2 separate regions of the Mus musculus genome follow, and region 1 is linked to region 2. Evidence: chromatin contacts called from public promoter capture Hi-C data. All regions are on one chromosome and are shown on one strand. The core of a region is the stretch at or near the end of the contact, and the rest is flanking DNA. Distances in the headings are between cores, read along the strand shown.

Region 1 (4,384 bases), core at 542-3,041, 1.2 Mb before region 2:
GCCGGCACGCGGTTGCCAGAAACCAAACCAGGCTGCTCAGGAGCAACAAGTGCTCCTGACTGGTGAGCCGTCTCTCCAGCGCATCAATGCTATTTTTAAATAAATCATCCAAGTTTCCCAACAGTGCCATTCGGATGAGACACTATCAGGAGTTCCTAAGCAGGGCTGCACAGATGGGTCAGGGATATTTCCAGAGCAGCACGTATTCAGGAAAGCGACTCATAGTCACTAGACAAGGCCCCGGGGCAAGAGGACAAGGAGACAAACACCCCAGAAACAGCATCTGAAAAGGAACAGTCCAGCCACGGGAATGCTATCCTACTTCTTGTCAGAAGACAGATGTCAATACCCTACCTATGCCCCTTGCTGGGTGGGCTACAAACATTCACTGAACCTCTCTGGGTCCTGAAAACAGAGACCATACTTTGGCAGGCAATCTTCAAGTACGTTTAATAAACAACACAACCCAGAGACCAAACACAGAATGAAGACACATAGCTCAAAAGAGAATACCAAAACGTTTGTCCCTGTGTTTAAACCAGGGCTGCAAAAGTTACATTCATTGCTGGTTGGTCCCCTGCTAATATACATCCAAATATCCTCAAGTCCACCTATGAAATGGCAGCTTCCAAAAATTAGTGCGGCCGAACACCTTTTCAGGTTCTTACAAGTCTGCCTTCTCTACTAAGTTTCCAGGATAACTGGGTATCCCCACTGTGACAACCCCCAACCCAGGCCCTGGACCACTCACTGCCTACCTTACCTACCAGCCAAGAACCCGCCCTCCCGTAAAAGGAGTCCCTGCTTGACGGCTAATTAAGCTCTGGGCCCCATATGCACAACAGTAATTGACTCTCGGGAGTATCTAACTCCCAGAATATGCAAGCCGGGGGGCGGGGGAAAAACTGGGAGGCGACTCCCCAAGATTTCCAGGAACACACAAAGAGATGAGGTTTGCACCAAGATCGCATCCACCTTATTCCCCCATCCCCAATGACTCTCCACTTGCCCTGCTTGCAGAGCAAGGCAGAAATATTAGAGGACAACTTGGCTGCTCCCTGAAACATCGCTCCAACACACCCTAGCCTGCTGTCCTTTGAAGCCACCGAAGTGGACACTTGTGGTTAAACTCGAGGCTCATTAGGAGTGACACATTTTATAACTGGGCTGCCGATCACCTCTGGAGCGCGCCTGCTCTTCTGCATGCGGTCGGGGCCAGGCCTCCTAAGGGTCCCGGGCTCCAGCCATTGTGGGATGTTCCAGGGAACAAGGCTACAGGGACCTCCACTCGCTCCCCCAGAATCCTGCTAGCATCACAGGCCCCCCGCCGCCGGGCAGGCCCGGTTCAAAGATGGCCCTCGCGGCGTCGCTGCCAGGCTGGGGCCCGGACTGGGGGTCTAGCGCACGAGGCCAGGAGGCGCGCCGCCCGCCCGCCCGCCCGCCTCACCTGCTTTCTCGATCTTGCCGGACATTTCCGGGCTGCGCCGGAGGCCGAGGCCGCTGCTCATCAGGGCCCGGCCCGGCCGCTGCGGGATAAGAGGCCGGCGCGCCCGCCGCTCTACTGGACCGGTGCTCGCCGCGCCTCACACTCGCGCCGTCATGGCGGGCTCCGCGCGGCCGCGGCTCGTGCGCTCGCCGCCCGCGCTCCAGCCCGCACCGGGCCTGCCACTCCGCCGCTCCACCTCCCGCGCAGCCGCCGCTCCGGGGCCGCGAGCCGCCGGCCGCAGCGCCGCGCCGCCGCCCGCCCGCCGGCCTGGGCCCCGCGGCCACGGCGCCACCTGCCGGAAGCCCACCGCGCCGCTCGCGCCACAGCGCCCCCTGATGGCCCGGAGCCGAACTAAGCCTGGCGCGAGGCGCAGCGCCCTCTACCGGCTTGGAGTCCTCCGCGCCACAGCTCGGTATAGACCCCACCCCTTTCCTCAGACACAGAGAAAGAGATCAAACCTATGACTGACAGCTCCAATTCAGGACTTCCGCATGCCCTCCCATCAAAGATCAGAGCCTCCGGTAACCCAGAGTTTTCCATCTCAAGTTGTGGGCTAGCTTTCCGTGTCTGTTACCCAAGTTCAGCATCCTCCTCAGGCCCAAAGCTCCTCTAATTGATCCTAAACTAGACTCAACAACACTGAAAACACAAGAAGCCTGCTCAACAACGTTTGGGACTGCCACCCACCTTCACCCCGTCATCCCCCATACACACTATGTGAGTCTCAAGGGCCAGTGAAAGGCAGAACCTTTAGCCAGATGTGGGCCCCGATCCTCCAAGCCAAGGCTGAGGCCCAGACCTGGAGTGACACAGAAGATCTGGTTTGCTTTGCTCACGAAACCCTCCAATGGGAACATCCAGCTTAAAGAGCAGTCTTTTCTAGTATGCAAATGAGTTCGTTTACAGTTCATTTTAGGCATTCAAAGAACCTTTGCTATGTATGATGTCATATCCTACCATGACTAACCCAGTGGATTCTTCCCTTCAAACAAGCTCATGAATAGGTTGGAGAGTCAAATCATATCATTAAGTATTAGTGAGCAATACGTTTTAGCAAGACAAGAGATACAGGGAAGGGCGCTCCCTGCTCACTGTTTTTAGCTAAGATGGAATTCACATCAGCAGCGAGTGTGCAAGCACATGTGTGCGCGCACAGAGAGAGAGAGAGAGAGAGAGAGAGAAAGTGAGTGCTAGGCTAGGGACCATCCAAGATAGCTCAGCAAGTAAATGCAACTGCTGCCGAACTTGACTAGACCTACACGGCTGAGGGAGAACCAATTTCTGCAGAGTGTTCTCTGACTTGCACACACACATATACACACACACAGAGACACACTATGTAACTTAAGAACACTTAGAAGTCTGCTTTGCCTCTAGATATGTAAGCTAGTGGTAGGGCAAACCTTGAGAGATGTGCAGGGAGAAGTTCAGGGTGACGGATGCCACCAAAGATTTCTATTTCCATCTCCCTATACTCTACAGTCCCCTGATTCTGTGACTGAGGGCTGCCTACAATCGGCAGCCAAATTTCCAGAGCCATGGGTCCGAACCCTCTAGGGGTCAAAGGCCAAGCCAAAGATTGACAAATTCATTTCCCTTTTCAAGTTGACAAATGGCTGCTCAGGGCCAGAATGGCTCTGCTCTGCTCTGGTGGAAGCTGCATCAGCAAGGCAAAATTGGCGAATCGCTCAAGGCCCGCCCTCCAGCTCTCCCTGGGTGCTTAGCCTTCCAGACTTCTGAGCTCAGAGCGTCAATATTTCATGCCCCAAATTCTGAAGTGAGGAATGGAACAATAAATGTAGGCGCAGTCAGGTTTGAGGTTCCTAAGAACAAGATCAAATCCATGTGATAAATTGCTGCATATCAGATAGCGAGGAATTTGCAAAAAGTATCGATGCCAAGCAGACTCGTAGAACTTGCTTCCTAAGGTTCCAAGGTGCTCATAGCCATAGTAGCACACACTCGGGATTAAGAGCCAGCTAATCGAGGGTGAAAGCCTCCCTTTTCCTTGCCTTAACTTAGCTTGTCCTCCTAGGCCACTCCAGCTGCTAGAATGTTCTTGCCCCTCCTCTCCACGGACACGCCACCATCTTTCGGGTTTCTTTGTTATTCACCCTTAGAACCCTTCCCTGAGGCCCCACAGTACCAGCTTCCTCCTGGTTATCAACCAGGTGCTGGCTTTCGTGGTCAGAAACTCAGACAGGAGCTGGGTGCGCACACCTTTAATCCCAGCACATGGGAGGCAGAGGCAGGCTGATTTCTGAGTTCAAGACCAGTCTGGTCTACAGAGTGAGTTCCAGGACAGCCAGAGAAGAAAGAAAGAAAGAAAGAAAGAAAGAAAGAAAGAAAGAAAGAAAGAAAGAAAGAAAGAAAGAAAGAGAGAAAGAGAAAAAAAGAAAGAAAGAAACTCAGGACCCAGTCAGATCCAACTGCAGATAACCAAGATACAAGTGATGGCCACATGCTCTGGGCTCAGGCCACCTCTCTACACACTGTCAAAAGCAATCAATGTGTTGTCAGTTCCCAGGGTCCATGTCTAGGGCTCACAACTGTCTATCACACCAGCTCCTGAGGCTCCGAGCTTTCTAATGCACACACAGGTGTGCACTCAATAAACAAAATTTTAAGATACTTTTTTAAAAGCAAAAAAAAAAAAAAAAAAAAAAAAAAAACCAAAAAAAAAAAAAAAAAAAACCCCAACCAACCAACCATCAAACAAAAAAACCAATCTGACATGAGGGGCTGAGGGCTCAGTTGCTAAAGTGTTTGTCATGCAAGCATGAACACCTGAGTTCAAATCTCTGGCACCCGCCAAAAGCTGGGCACAGCAGTACACTCCTGTAATCCTAGTTCTGGAGAGGTTTGGAAGAGGGTCCTGGAGAGTCACTGACCAACCAG
Region 2 (4,251 bases), core at 1,650-4,149:
CCCTGTGGAGATTTGAGAACCAACTGCAGATAAACATGAACCCAACCAAGGTGCTCTGCCCAGTTTAACTCTCTAGGGCCACTTCTGTTCTATACAGCAGGTCCTCTCCACCGGGCTCCCCCGCCTGCCATGACCCTCAGTTTTCACCCTGTCTGTGAACCAGCATCAATACTAGCACTGCACTTGGTGTTGCCGCAGACACCCCCACCCTGCCCCCACTTCCAACCCTGACCCAACTCCACCACTCTGCCCACACGGCCTGTGCCAACTACCTATGGCGGCAACCAGCTTTATGTCCCAGGTGTACTCGGGCCTCGAAGAGGCTCTTCACAGAAAACAGCTCCTTGACATTGAAGAAATCCGAATGCTGTAATGGCGTATCTAGGATCCTGCTCTGGAAATCTGAAAAAGAGAGTAAGGGCAGACACTGTGGCCCATCACCAACCAACCAAAGACTCACCAGTCTCCTGGGAGTGGGAAACTCAAAGCTGTGAGGAAACGCCAGGAAAGATCTGGAAGACACAGGGGCATTTTTGCAACACCGAGGGACTAGTGTCAAGGTCTAAAGTGACTGTGTGCGGGGAAAACCTGGCCAAGTCCTCTTCCCTTAATCTCCACAGATGTAAGAGGAAAACGAACCAGGGGCCTCGTTGACTTCGGGTGCCTTAAACGCCCCTCCAGAAGACCAGCAAGATGGACAGATACAAAAGTAAGTCTTCACGGGTTTCGAGAGCTACCAGGCCACAGGGGTTCTATCTCCCTCCCACCACACTTAGATTGGTACTGGGTTCCTTTGGGGACCCTGCAATGACAACCTCTCCACGATTCCGCGCCCCGGCCCAGCTCCACCCGCTGATCTTTACCGTCGCCATCCTGGGGCTCGCTGACTGCGGGGACCGGGGCTCCCGTGACCTTCCTACCATTCTGCTCCGCAGGGCCCGGGATCGCCTTCTGCAGGAAACCTGGCCAGCGCCGCACACCTGCGGGGAAAGAGCCGGTGGGGGCGCGTCCAACCCTCGTCCCTGTCCTCCCCTCTCGGATCCCCGGGTTCCCCCCATCTCCGAGATTCACCGCGCTCACCTGCACACAGCAGCCGGGTCAGCACGGCCGGAGCGGGCGCCATGGCGGGCGCGTGGACAGAGATCCTGCAGAGACTCTTCCTGCCCGGCAGAGCGCCTCCTCCTCTGAGCGCGCGGGGTCGCAGCGCCGCTTGCTGGCCCGGAGGACCCTCTCCGCTGTGCACCGCTCGCTGCGCCCGCATCCTTGTAAATGGGCGAGTTGGCACTGTGACCAGTGGTCTGCACTCAGCTGGGACGTGGGGCTGAGCTAGAATGAGCGACCTCTCACCCACAGCTCGTTCCTCTCGATAAAATTACAGCATCCTCTGGAGGAGGCGACCCTCTTGTTCAAATTGGTTTTTAGAGGTTGTTTTTAGGGTTGCTGTTTTTTTTTGTTGTTGTTTTTGTTTTTGTTTTTGTTTTGTTTTGTTTTGTTTTTCCTGAGACCCGGTTTCTCCGTAGCCTTGAGCCTTGACTGTCATGGTATTCGCTATGTAGACCAGGTTGGCTTGAACTCAGAGAGCAACCCGCCTCTGCCTCTGGAGAGCTGAGATTGAAGGCATGCCCTACCACCGCCCCGTTTATTGTTTGTTTTATAAGTGCATTAAAAAAAACTATTTATTTTATGTATATGAATACACTGTGACTATCTTCAGACACACCAGAAGAGGGCATCAGATCCCATTACAGATGGTCGTGAGCCACCATGTGGTTGCTGGAAATTGAACTCAGGACCTGTGGAAGAGCAGTCAGTGCTCTTAACTGCTGAGTCGTCGCTCCAGCATGCATTTTTTTTATTTTTTAACATTTGTTTTAGTTTTACTTATTTTTTGCCTACATGTATGTATGTGTACCTTGTGAGTGCCTTGTCCCTGTGGAGAGCAGGTGTCTGACCTCCAGGAACTAGAGTTAAAAGTGTTTATGAGTCACCTTGTAGGCTCTGGGAGTTGAATCCAGGTTCCCTACAAGAGCAATGAATGCCCTAAATTGCTGAGCCATCTCTCCATCCCCAAATTACATTAAACTATGACGACAACAACGATGACATTGACAATGATGACGACGACGATGACAGCAACAACAACAACAACAATCTCCCTGACTGGCCAGACATTCATAGAGATCTGACTGCCTCTGTCCCCTGGGTGTTGGAATTATTGGTGCACACCACCACACTGTGCCCTAAGTAATTTTTTATTGTTTGTTTTAAAATTACTATTTATTTTTATTATTGTTGTTAAGACAGGGTTTCACTATATACTCCTGACTGGTCTAGTACTCTCTTTTTAAATCAGGCTGGCCTCGAACTCAGAGATCTGCCTCCTGGCATTGCGCTAGCACGTCATTAATGCTGAACTATGTGCATGGTTCACAAGATCATTTTTTATATTTCACCAATATATGGCCTAGGATTCCCTAAATTTAGCAGCACCTCACATCTAGATTTAGGCTGAGTTGTGGGGGTATTGGGTGATAGAGGCCATGGCCAGGACAGTAAACGACAGACTTGTACTTGCTCAGGCAGAGATTGGAAGCACCTAATTCCTGCCTATTGGCTGGTGAAATCCCAGGTTCTAAGGTTTCATTCGTCCAGGATCTGCCTCCTAGTGCATTTTGGGACGATACAAGGATGTTCCCACAGTCCCAGAAAAAGGTCAGCGGATCTCCCTGAGGAGCAGCGTGTGGAAGCTTGGAATTCCTTGTTTAGAACTTACGGTCTCCTTTGTTATTCGCCCTCGGGAAGATTCTAGACTTGCCTACAGCTAGCTGCTAGCCAAAGCAACCTACAAAAGACCGCCCCACCTCCTGATCAGGTGACTTCATTGCCTAGCAACAGGACGCCTTGCCGCAGCAGGCACAGACTTGATCTGGGCTAGTTTCCTGCGGGAGGCCAAATGTCTGAAGAAAAACCTCAACAGTCCGCGGAGGAGCCGGAGCCGGGGGAGCCCAAGGCTAAGCCCGCCCCAGAGGAGCCGGAGCCGGGGGAGCCCAAGGCTAAGCCTGCCCCAGAGGAGCCGGAGCCGGGGGAGCCCAAGGCTAAGCCTGCCCCAGAGAAGACCAGCGACTACTACCGCATTAGCGAGAAGCTCCCAGTCAGGTTCAACAACCCGGGGTGGTTTCATGGCTACGGGTAAGGAAGACTGAGGTTACCTTCTTCATGCAGCAGGGCGGCCCTAGCTTTGGCCATGTGTTTGAGAACTCTCAAGTGGCTGTGGCTACTGAGGTCAAAAGGAGCCAGTCATGAACCTTTATTTGTGTCATCATTACTGTTAGGGTCCTGCTGTCTGAGCAACCACAGAGTGAACGTGTGTGAATATAGCCTTGTTGCAGGCAGGGGATGTCTCTATTTTTAAAGCTTCCCTGAAAGCTGTACACCTTACAGGGCAGCCTGGTTTTCGGGGAAGTAAGGATGGAAACCTTCTTGACTTGTGTGAAGCTGGTGCAGGCACACTCCCTTTCCACGAGTAAGAAGACAACTTGCTGAGGCCTCGGGTGTGAAGAAGAGCGGCTGGTAGCCTCTATCACAGGCCACAGTCTCACAAACTAGATTTCTTACCTCCTTCCCTCCTGACAGGAGCTTGGCCTCTGTAAGGTTGGGGCTCAAAAGCAGAGGGACTTCCAGGGTCTGGAAGTTGAGACGCTGTCTCCGAGGTAGCTTACATACCTGGCAGTGGTAGTCTGTGCCAAAGTCCCACCAAGACCCCTCCGCCAGCATTTGCTGGCTGGGTGTTCTCTAGGGTTTCCCTTTGGAAAGATCAGGGGCCATGGCCAGCAGAGGAGGCCAGAGAGAAAGGTCTGCTGGGAGAGAGTGCTCTCAGTGGGAGCCCCGTGGACATGGTATTGCCACCGTCAGGGACAATAAAGTTCCATCAATCAAATTCTTCCAGGCTATGACCTGGCTGACTTATTCTGAGTATGTGTGAGAAACAGTGCATCTCTCTCCCACAGGACCAAGGAAGCTGTTTCCATGTACAGGACCAGTAACCAAACCTACGGAAGCAGAGCCCCCACGGTGCATGAGATGCCAGTAAGTGCAAGCCAGGCCTGCCAGGACGAGGGCCATCTGGAAAAGCAGACTTATGAGGAGTCAGAGTTGGGAATCAGCGTCCCACGTTGTAAATGCATGGCACCTCAAATCGAGTTAGGACAAGGCGGGGCAGAGAGATGATAGAATGCAATTTCAAAGCAGAAT

The links. Promoter capture Hi-C pulls out the DNA fragments that hold promoters and counts their contacts.
Region 1: a promoter capture Hi-C map of hematopoietic stem and progenitor cells shows a contact between it and region 2, with 2.9 times the contacts expected there. The contact joins the promoter of Rapgef1 here to the promoter of 1700007K13Rik in region 2. A contact is called at or near these places in 2 of 39 promoter capture datasets (hematopoietic stem and progenitor cells and liver).

Annotation. Positions count from the first base shown.
Region 1 is chr2:29,617,127-29,621,510 of GRCm38.p6, reverse strand. Rapgef1 (Rap guanine nucleotide exchange factor (GEF) 1) reads right to left here and starts at 1,791. Exons shown (of 26, transcript NM_001039087.1): 1 at 1,448-1,791. The coding sequence starts at 1,508.
Region 2 is chr2:28,464,972-28,469,222 of GRCm38.p6, reverse strand. It overlaps 1700007K13Rik (RIKEN cDNA 1700007K13 gene), which reads left to right and starts at 2,899. Exons shown (of 3, transcript NM_027040.1): 1 at 2,899-3,189; 2 at 4,008-4,086. The coding sequence starts at 2,954. It overlaps Mrps2 (mitochondrial ribosomal protein S2), which reads right to left and starts at 1,157. Exons shown (of 4, transcript NM_080452.3): 1 at 1,081-1,157; 2 at 864-980; 3 at 273-402. The coding sequence starts at 1,123.